Regions from separate parts of the Mus musculus genome. Here region 1 is linked to region 2. A link is a contact called in public HiChIP or PLAC-seq data. All regions are on one chromosome and are shown on one strand. Each heading gives the region's core, a stretch centred on a gene start, on an enhancer-like site or on the middle of the called end of the contact. The rest is flanking DNA. Distances are from core to core; before and after follow the strand shown. Region 1 overlaps Srbd1 (S1 RNA binding domain 1). Region 2 holds the start of Prepl (prolyl endopeptidase-like).

The links. HiChIP or PLAC-seq counts read pairs in DNA pulled down with a chosen protein or histone mark.
Region 1: a FOXA1 HiChIP or PLAC-seq map of pancreatic cancer cells shows a contact between it and region 2. The contact joins the enhancer-like site here to the promoter of Prepl in region 2. A contact is called at or near these places in 2 of 39 promoter capture datasets (cranial neural crest and hippocampal neurons), 1 of 115 datasets of contacts at active chromatin or transcription factors (pancreatic cancer cells) and 2 of 9 other capture datasets (adipose tissue and liver).

The regions. Positions count from the first base shown.
Region 1 is chr17:86,035,120-86,040,618 of GRCm38.p6, forward strand. The region is part of intron 16 of Srbd1 (S1 RNA binding domain 1); the gene reads right to left. Among named protein-coding and RNA genes, the nearest start is that of Srbd1, 110 kb to the right of the region's middle. Within about 2 kb of position 3,397, at least 57 of the 459 cell types and tissues checked have an H3K27ac peak or open chromatin away from gene starts, as enhancers often do.
Region 2 is chr17:85,086,849-85,092,108 of GRCm38.p6, forward strand. Prepl (prolyl endopeptidase-like) reads right to left here and starts at 3,419. Exons shown (of 15, transcript NM_001163622.1): 1 at 3,258-3,419; 2 at 1,492-2,027. The coding sequence starts at 1,704. Camkmt (calmodulin-lysine N-methyltransferase) reads left to right here and starts at 3,778. Exons shown (of 11, transcript NM_028576.3): 1 at 3,778-4,015. The coding sequence starts at 3,878.

The DNA.
Region 1 (5,499 bases), core at 2,147-4,646, 950 kb after region 2:
TGAACCAGGAAAAAAGTCACCTTACTAAATAACCTCTGGCAAATGCAAAGGGAAGCTAAATTTGGTTTGCTCGTGTTTTCTGAGTTCTCAGAATGTACGCGGCAGTGTGTGCAACTTAATCCCTTTAGCTGGAAGACGGTTACTCAGTTCAGTTTCCATGCTGGCCTTTCTGGGAGAAGAGGGAAAGGAATTAAACAGGAGGCTGAGAGGACCGGAGGAGCACAATCAACATGGGAACAACTTCCCGCGTGTTTACGAGGCACCGCCCAGGTTTTAAGAAGAGCTTGCAGTCTGTAGATGGCTCAGTGGTTGAGTGCACTGGCTGCTCTTTCAGAGGACCAGGGTTTGATTCCCAGCAACCACGAGGCGGCTCACAACTGCCTGTAACGCCTGTTCCAAGGGATCTGATACCCTCACACAGACATACAAGCAGGCAAAACACCAATGCATATAAAATACAAGTAGATAAATTATTTTAAAAAGAAGTACTTAAAAAAAAAAAAGAGTTTGCCAGAGATCTTCCTACTCGGTGAAGCTGGAGGTAGAGAGATCTTGAAAGCAACCTCTGTGATAAACAGGTATGACAGCCAGCTACTTTAGCCGCCAAAGCGCTGAGCATGTACATCTCTAGATTTGCACACTCAGCAAAAGATGGCAAAACATTCCCAAATACTGCACTGTCTAGTGCTGTCCTGGAAAATGTTTATCCAGAGCATACTAATGATTACTGTCATGTAAACAGCTTTTCAAAGATAGATTGTTTTAGAGGTGTTAATATACTAGTGGAGATTCTGGAAAGCTTGAATATAATTTTCAAATCACCACCTGGATGACATCAACAACAACACTTATTTTAAATAAGCCCAATTTTTAAATAAGCCCAAATTATATTCAGTTGATTAAATTTTAATTTGTTTTCATTTAAGGTCTTCTAAAGTTGAGGCCAACATGCTGAAGAAAAATATTAAACTACCTAGAACCCTGTGTCAACACATGATGCTACTGGGAATGGTAAGTGAATTAATTTTCCAAGGAAAATTAATTACTTATGACTTACAGTTGTAAAAGCAAACAACGTAACTCTGGATTAGGGCACATTCAATTTCTGTTTGTAGTAGTGATTAAATTAATTTCATATAATTCATGGTATGTAATGGAAAGCAGGGCAAATTGAAATTTTAGACAATGACTGACAGAGAAAATGTATATATTTATGAATCTGATTCAAAAATAAAAGCCATGGATGTTAATCAAAGCATAACAACCCAGTATTTCTTAATGGTCTGATAATAATGGATTTTTTAGCACAGTTTTTGAGAAGGCATTACCAAACAATATGGAAAATGAAATAAAAAGGTGTAATAATATCCTGTGACTTCTCCCAGTGCCCTACTACTCCCCTACACAGGTCATAAGAGTCAGGATTTGCACATTTTTTATATATAACTGATTGATTTTTATCCTCATAAACTTGGAACAGCTGAAATGAAATACAGCATTAAATGATTTGGGGATGAAGTTCTCAAAACTACAACTAAATTTTTTCCCCTGACACTCAAGCAGTAAAGTACTGTAACTGGCTCATCTGTGACTCATTTGCCTGAACTGCACCTGAGCGCTACTAAAGCAGCAGTCCAAGGGAGTCCTGCCATCGGCACAGCTGCGGGCGGAGACCACCTCACACTCCCACCTCTCACTGCTGCAACCATGGTGCTTAGTCTCTTGGTTTGGATCCCAACACAGTGGTTTACAGCTAAGGTTTAAGATAAGGACTAAATGCCCATGTTAAATGTAATTAAAACAGTTTAAGATCGGCTAAAAGATATGACATTTTTGTGGTGTAATCAAATCAGAATGAGTCAGACTCTGATGATAATGACCCCAAGTATCAACCATCATTGAGGCCCGGTGGCATCACTGAGGGCCTAGTGCCCGTTAACAACTGGGCTCATTTGGCTAGACAAGAGGAAGGATTTTGATAGATACTTTTAAAATAGAGCAAAATATTTTTACAACTTAGACTTTTAGAAAAGACATATGAAAGATACAGTATAAGCATAATGAAAATATATACTATAAAATATTTATTTCAAAAATTGATTCTCCACACATTTTAAGCTAATACATTCCTTTTCCTGCTCAGTCTCTCACAAGGAAAGTTGCTATTCACTGTCTCTTTTTAAAATACATTTTTAGACTGCGAATACTTTTTAATTTCTATAATACACCTTGATGACCAGAGGGAGAATACTATGTCAATTATTTTTAACTGTTGAAATTTCAAATTTCAAAGCGAGCAACAAAGCAATCAAAGACACACTTAGAAAATAAAAGCAGAGTGGTCACACTGCAGTGACAGGGGTATTTCCCAAGGCAGCCTCTGAGAAGCACGTCTAGTCTAGAGAAAACCTTTCTTTTATTCTTCAGTAGGATTAAGTGGAGCAGCAGCAGCTCACCTTTACCCGCTCTGCTTCCTAGAGCACAGAGCTTCCTCGTTTCTAATGGCAGTGCAGAGTGAGGAGGATTCACACAAAGGCCTGGGAACATGGACAGCAAGAGGCACACTCAGGTCCTTTCCAGCTGGTAGAGCTACCCTGGAGGCTGAAGCATCACTGCAGAAGCAGAACTTTGATTTAGCTTCATTTCCTGGCTTCATCCCTGGCTTCAGCATCAGTGGCGTGAACACCAACAGTGTTCTAGGGAAGAATGTCAAGAGGCCAGCAGGCCAGCAACGATGGCCTTTGGGATCAGAACAAGCTTTTCTAGTGTCTGCACATGTGTAGACTACATTCGTGTAAGGAAGCCAAAAACAGAATGCCTTTCAGTAACGGGTCCCCAAGAAGGTGAGCATTGCACCAAGGGGGAAACATGCATGAAAAGCCACCGCTGCACGCCCTTCAGTTCAGAATGTACCTCGGAAGTTTCTTCAGGCATCTTTCTTTTATTACAATCCACATGCATATTTCAGTAGGATGACTACAGGAGAATCACTAATTTTATCTAAACGATGACGTTCGGCAAACATTATGATACCGACTATAAATCTCCAACAAGTCTCCAACACAAAAGAGCTGGTAATTCCATGATTAGAAACAGCTTGATTGTGAGAGGAAAGGCAGCTGTCAACAAACAGCTGCTTTTTGTTGCCACCGCACAATCAGATCGTGAGGCCCAGAACCGCGGAGATTGTTTCTGCTTTATCTGCTGTGTTTGTCTTTAAGCGCTCTACTCTCTTCTAACCCCACCTCCAGAACAGTGAGTCAACTTAAACACGGGACAACCACAACAGAAGAATCAGATGCACACGTGAATCAGATAACATGTGAAGCACTGTAGACTTGGATAATCACTAACAGAAGTCTCACATGCATGCTCTGATTCGGCTCCAAACGCCTAACTCTCCTCTCCCCGTACAAGTGAGAGGCAGCACAGGCCTCATTTCCTCATTCCTGGACTACGGTCATAGCGAGGCTGCCACTCTGATTCTTTGTTCGTAAATTTTGCCCACAGCTGCTTCTGTCCTCCTCCCTTTTGGCAGACAGGAACGAACATGTTTATGTGTGCCAGTATGACCTGAGCAAGCTTGACATTGAATGAGTCTATGAATACCTGATAAGCTTAACATATGAATAAATATTTAGAGTAAAATGGACTTTAACAACAACAACAAAAAGGCCAAAGAATTCTAAAGTACACGGAATTTATTTAACGTCTCCTAAGCAACAAAAGCACATTCATGCCTTAACCTTGAGGCACGGTCATGTCTATTTTCTTTCTCTTTTTAACAGTCTTCTAGAAAGCATGTGGGTATCCTTATTTCCCAACAAAGCATGAACAAGTAAAATGATTTCACCAAGGGGAGGCGGTAAAGGTAAAGCCACGGTGCCCGAGGCTACATTCTCTCCACTGAACCACACTGAAACCATGATGGTGCCCTGAGAATGTTTACACAATTTAAGTTTAAGAGAGACTCTGTCTATGTCAGACTACTAGCCCTCAGGCAAACTGATTAAACACACCCAGAAGTACAGCTATTCAACTGCAAAGATTGACATAGGTCAATGAACATGGTTTTGTGCCCCGGATACAATACCTACCCAAGAATCTCTTACAAGCTTAATGATAAATAAATTTCCCATAAAGTGTTCTTCTTCCTGTATCACTCTCAACTGTAAGGTGACATTTACTTTAGGCTGTGCTCAGACAGCAGACTCAGGGGACTCCCTGTGTCATGCTGCCATTACTGGTCCTGGGTGCAGGTAATGCTGCTAACCTTTGTACAGATCCATACATTTGTACATTGAGAAATTCAAAAAGCTGCCTAAATTTGTGTTAACTCTCATCTTTGCAAATTTTATGCTACAAATAATGATCGGCTCACTTGTCAAAGGATGCCTGGATATATTTCAAACCACATAAAGGATGGGTAAGGAGGCCTGGAAGGAGGGACTCGGGAACAAATGCCTCAGGAGTTACTTGGAGCCATCAGAAACCAGCGCAGAAGAGTGCTTTGCAAGGTACCCCAGGGCCGGCCCTTCTCCAGGACCCAGGCTTTGGCAGTGGCTGTGATGATCTGCACTGAGTTGTGGTACTGAGAGGAGTAAAACTATTAGACTTTTAAAAACAACTCCCAAAAATAAATGTTAAATCTCAGCCTTCTAAACTGTAGCAAAAACTGTTGAGAAGCCCACTTTTACTAGGTTACCTACTGCCCAAAAGTGTCTTCTCCAAAGCCTATTGGTCCAAAATGATTTTCTTCTCCTAGCGAGAAGACATGGGAGCTGGAGAGACCCAATCATTATGGCTCAAAGTTTGGCTACTCCCCAACTTCTTATGAGATGAAGTTTCTGCTGCAGCTGTAGCTGAAGCAGGCTGACATGTGCAGGCACACTGTTACAGGGCAGCCTGGCTGTGATGCCTGGGCAGCACCCACCCCAGATGCCAGCACCCTTGCCGTCCACACTCTCTGCTAGCCTTACGTTACAGAAACTGGTGCTGTCTCAGATAGTAAATGCCTCATTAGCTTGTTAGTACAATGCCTGGCTGATTTCTAGCTTGGCTTTTTTTCTTTTTTCTTTTGGTCTATAAATGAGTGGTACCGGGCAAATCTAGAAAATGAAAAGAAAGAGTCTTTCAAAAATCACCCTGGGAAGATGACCTATTTTCACTCACCTTCTAGTCAGGTTCACATCACAGATGATGCTGGACATGGCTCAGCTCCAAGGAAAACAACCTTCTTGGCCGGCCATTCAGTGGCTGTTTATGAGTATACAACAGGAGCTTTATATGCACTGTGAGCTCGTTAGACTCCCAGCTCCTCTCCTACCTCACTGTCGTCCACACACCTCTGTGTGGTGTGGCGCTCACAGCTCCTCCCACAACCACCCTCCAGCCACAAATAAACACCCGGGGGGTGGGGGGGAGCCTCTTGCAGGAGACTTTTCCATAGTAGTATTAGTGTGAGGACACGGAACAGGAGGAGGAGACCTCAGATGCTGG
Region 2 (5,260 bases), core at 2,169-4,668:
TAAGTCTATATTAAAAGACAAAAAAACAAAACAGCAAAGGAACCTTTAAAGTTTCTAGGTGTGTACAGTTAAGAATGATGGAGCCAAGACCACTTTCCAAAGGAAAGCAATTTAAAAGATTAAAAATGTTGGAAGTCCAGGAAGGGGAACCAATATGAAAAGCCAAAGCCAAAGCCAAAAGACATATATGTGTACCAAATAGTTAGCTAAGAACAAGCACTGAGCAAAAACTAAAAACAAAACAAAGTTGGGTAAAATAAGAATAATTAGAATACACTTGCGTGTTCGCCAATAGATGGGTTAACAGAATGTCGATTATCTAAAGAGTGTTATCTCTATAGAGAGGGATGAAGTTATGGCACATGCTAGGGCATTGAGGAATCCTAAGAACATGAGCAAAGGAAAACAAACCAAATAGAGAAAAGGTAAGGACTGTGTGCCTCTGTTCACCTGAGGTACCAGAACAGGTAAATCCGTGGACACAGGGAGCAGACTGCGCCTCAGGGCTGAGGGAAACACACAGTTGGGGGATGTCTTGGCAAGGCCTATGAGAGGGTTTTGGAAATGGTGATGATAGCTGAATTATAGTACTGCGACTCTAACTAATGCCTCTGAGCTCTGCACTGGAAGGGGCTAGAATGATAACTAAGAATATATAACTGCCACAATGAAAGGAAACCAAAACAGACTGTAATGATGAAATGACTAAAGTCATAAAAGAAGGCTAAGATATTATAAATTCTAGCACCTCAAGTGTAGTGTAAGGAGCCTCTGGAACAGAATTAAAAAGGAGAGGAGAGCAGTCAAAGCAGCAACAGGGCACACAGCTTGATTTCAAGCTAAGTACAGTGACCATGCAACATGACAGATTAAGTGGGACACTTTTGAGAGGAGAGAGGACTATTAATAGTCACACGGGGACAACAGGTGCACAGTGGGCCTGTCTCAGGCTAAGGAGAACACGTGGTTACACTCTATGCAAGTGTAGCCAGTTCCTCGGGGCCCAATGCGAGCCCACAGTTTGGGGCCCAGCAGAAGAACAACAGTCACTATTTCCTTTTGGAATACAAGTGTCATCCAAAATGTACGCTAGCTTTTCACTCCTTTGTATAGAGAGAAAACACACAACTGTGTGGCATTTCCCGAGGCTTACCAATCTGGGATTCATACAAGAAGGAGCATATCATCAGGTTTATGAAGAGGCGTAATTTGACATTTTAGTAATTTTAGAAAACACATTTTCAGGTGCATTACGTTTTGAGATCAAATCAGTTTTCAATGAATCTGCATTTTTATATACATTACAGCTTTATAGGTTCACATACATTCTTTTGTACTCATATTGACTACAGGTATTTGAGCCTAAAAAAAAAAAATCTTAAAACCAAATTAGAATTACTGAGAAAATGAGTAATGGATACCTTACCCATTATTTATGAACTACAATTAGTATTAATGGCCTACAAACAGATTAACTCGAACAGTCCATACCTTACACGAGAAGCTCCGACTTGGGATGTTTCTTGCTAATCCTGCTATCCTGGGTTTATTCTGCAGACACTTGGTTAGGTGGTACTTTTTCAATCTTACTCTACTGTAATAAGGACCAGCGACGTTACGGTAACTCTGTTTCTGCATGCAGTTCCCAAGATGAGGAATACTATGCTTCAAAGCTCGGAGAGAGAATTTGGCCGTCTGCAGCATGGTGGCAAAGTCCCTGGTTTTTGCTCCCTTAGGGGCTGCCAGCACGTGGATGATTTCATACGTATAATTATACAGTCATGGGATCTTAGTGCATTTGAGGTCCCCACATCTCATCCCTCCCCTGTGGCGTCATGAGCCCCTTAGGTTACCAATTACTGTAGACATCTGATAACTTAGGTTAAACACGTTTAAAACCTTGTATGCGTTAAGTTCATTCAGATCATACTTCTTGGCAGGCGGGACTTAATAAACACGTCATCTGTAAAGTCAGTTTTCCTAGGGACAAGCTAAGCAGCAGTGACTCTGGAGAACGTATGGACAAACTAAAACAAAACAAAACAAAACAAAACAGAAAACAAACAAAATAAAATAATTTGCAAATGAGTAAATGAACTTAATGGGAATCTCAGGTACTCAGAGGGGGTTCAAAAGCAAGATGGCTTTTATCTTACATAATTCTGGGCATATCATTGGGATGTGAAAGACAAATTAGAAAAAGCCTAAACCATGACATAAAAGGGGGATGCTTAGTTGTTGAGTGAGGCGAGGCGCCACATAGTTTTCACCTAGCTGTCTAGTTTAAGCTGCGTGTGCACTCGATGAGTGAGCTAGAGCTGGTCATTGTCCAGGTGGCCCAACTGTGGCTCTGGGGAGCTGGAGACACTCCCCCAACTCACTGATTCAGTGAACCGCCCAACTGACTGGCTCCTCCTCCTAGAGGAGCAATTGGATTTCACCATAAAAGGATAATGAATTAAAAACAACTGTAAGATGCACAAATAAAATGTCGAGTCATTTTTGGTTTCTTCTGGAAGGTAAAGATCATTTTAACTTCCATAACTACAGACCCAGGTTTAGGTCTTGGGCCTTGTACACTAACTGCATCTGGATTCAATTTTTTCACTTGTGGAACAGAAATTAACCATAGCACTTAATCTCTGCGGTTGTAGTTTTGTAACAAAACCAAACAATTTATTTTAAGAACTTAGTCCAAGTACCTGGCACATAGTAACCATTCAACAAAAGGTCGTTAATATTATTAGCATAGGGATAATTTAGCTATGCTAAACACTGTTGAGTGTAAAATGAGAGAAATCTTCTCTAACACGTTCCTTGGTAGCACAGAAACACTGCGTCAGTTTTGCCATAGATCCGACCAGCTATGACGCCCCCTCCCCCCCTTAATCTCTTATGTCGCAGCAAAATAATGGGCCAGTGGAGCAGTAGCCTAGAAGAAAAATGCTTTTAAATCGCTTAGTCTGTCCCCATAGCTCCAACCCATTCATCCACCATCTGCATTGAGAAGACCCTGTGCGAGGATAGGGAGACTGGTGGGGTAAGTAAGCAAATGGGTGCTCCCGGAGCACCTCCTCGTTTCCCGGTGCAACTGTGCATCCCGAACACGTCGTATTCACAGGACGTGAGGGAATGGTACGGGTCAGAACGTACAGAAGAGACAGGGATCAAAAAAGGGACCAGGGAAGTGAGGAATGGCTGGAAGGTGGGCAGAGGAATTAGGAAAGGGGAACCATCAGCAACCCTTCCATACGTACGCAAATCGAAAGACAGCTGGACGAGCGAAGGTAGAGAAGACAAATACGAGAAACCGAAGCTCTCCAGAAGGAGCTGCAGTCACCTCAGCCTTGTCCAGCCGAAGCCAGCCTCCAGCACCCAGCAAGAAAGACAACCTACCTCGCGCCGCCCAGAGCTAGTTTGCAGCACGCCGGTCTACGTAACACCAACCCAGACCGATAGGGAAGCGCATTTCGCCATCTTTATTATGGCCAGTGGTGGGCTTTTTCTCTTCCTGAACTCACTCATCTTAGGAGACAACTGTATTTCGGTTTTCTGGTATTCCGGCGAGCAAGAGACAAAGTGAGGAAAAAAAGAAAACAGCGAGGAAAGCCCTGTCTGCAGCTATTCCACAGTCCCCTCCCACTCCGGCTCGCCCTCACTTAAGATGGCCACCAGAAAAAGTGGTGCAATGAAGCGACGCCGCTGCTTTGGTTGCCAAGGAGACGCTAATACCGGAAATGCGGAATTCGGGGAGGGTGCACGGAAGAGCTGTGGGCCAGAGGCCGGGCGTCACAGGTCCTGACAGGGAAGAAGTTGGCAGGTCCTGACTGGGGAGAGCCGTGGCGGACGCAACCTCCGGGTCCAGTCAGCTCTGGAGATGGAGTCGCAGGTCGCGGCCGCTGGGGCTGCAGAGACTGAGGCAGAGGCGGGCAAGCGTCCCGCGATGGGCAGTGCCAGCCAGGGCTCGCTGGTCTCGGCGCCCAAGGGGGCCGTCCGGTGGCAGCTTCTGCGACAGGTAAGGGCGAGCGCTCGCCTGCCCTGCCTGTGGCCACTCCCCTCGCAGGTAGCAGGCAGCCCGTTTGTCGGGAGCCAAGCGAGAAGCGCCCCCTTGCTCCTTCATCTCCGCTGTCCCGCTGTCCCACCAAAAATGGGAGAGACTCTGGCGGGGCTGGAGAGCGGGACAGCCAGAGCGAGCTCTCAGAAACTCAGAAAATCCTTGTGCTCGCCTGTCTGGTGGGTGGGACCGCCTGTCTTCTCCGTGTGCTGCTCTTCTTTCCCGCCCCCTTTCCATCCTTATTTTATTTTTTGCTTCTTAACTCCCAGCCTGGTCACCTGGGTGCACTTTTTGGTCCCACATCTCTGGAGATCCGTGAGGTTCACTAATGGGATGGGGATTCTGCACGCGTTTCCTGGTTTTGTATATGGGAGAGTAAAGGGAGAGAGGGAAACCTACTGCTTGCTCCTTTTCCCGCCACGTGAAACTAAGTTTGGAGTCATTATTGGGATACTCGCTGCCCAAGGTTTAGCAACGAATCCAGATACTTCAGTCTTCCAAACCGCTCCAGTGAAGGCTGCTGTGTTTATAAGTTTTCTTAGTCATTGTGACTCCTCACAGCAATAGGAAAGTAACTAAGACAGTGGCCGGGGGGCAATGAGTCCTTAGTCTGTTATTTTACTTAGTTATTGCTTTTTAACAACCACATGTCGTATGTCATGCAATGTCTGTGAACCACCTGGTAGTCTCTTGATAAAACCTGAGTGGTTTACGGTTGTGTACCTGGTCTATATACCCATAGTTCTCAGAGTTGGCTGGCATGTTCTCCCAGTTATGGTAGAGTGTATAAGAGCAAGAGGCACATTTCAAATCCCTGCTTACATGATGTCTGTTAATATGCTATGTTACTTAGCTTCTATTATTACTGTGATAAAAATGCTAGGCAATGCAATTTAAGAAAGGAAGGGTATGTATTGGCACACAGTTTGACGGTACAGACTTTAGTAGGAAAAATCAAGGCTCAGGATCCTGGAGCATTGTGTGAGCAGTCAGGAAGAACAGAGCGATGGATGAATATGAGTTAGTTCCAGTTCTCCTTTTTATTTAGTTCAAGACTCAGTGTGTGATGTGGCGATACCACATTGAGTGTGTCTCCTCTCAGTGACTGTAGTTAGGAAAATCCATTACACACATACCAAGAGGTTAACCTAGTGTAGATAACCCTTCCTAGACAGGTGGAGACTTTCGGTTCCTCCAGTTCTTGTC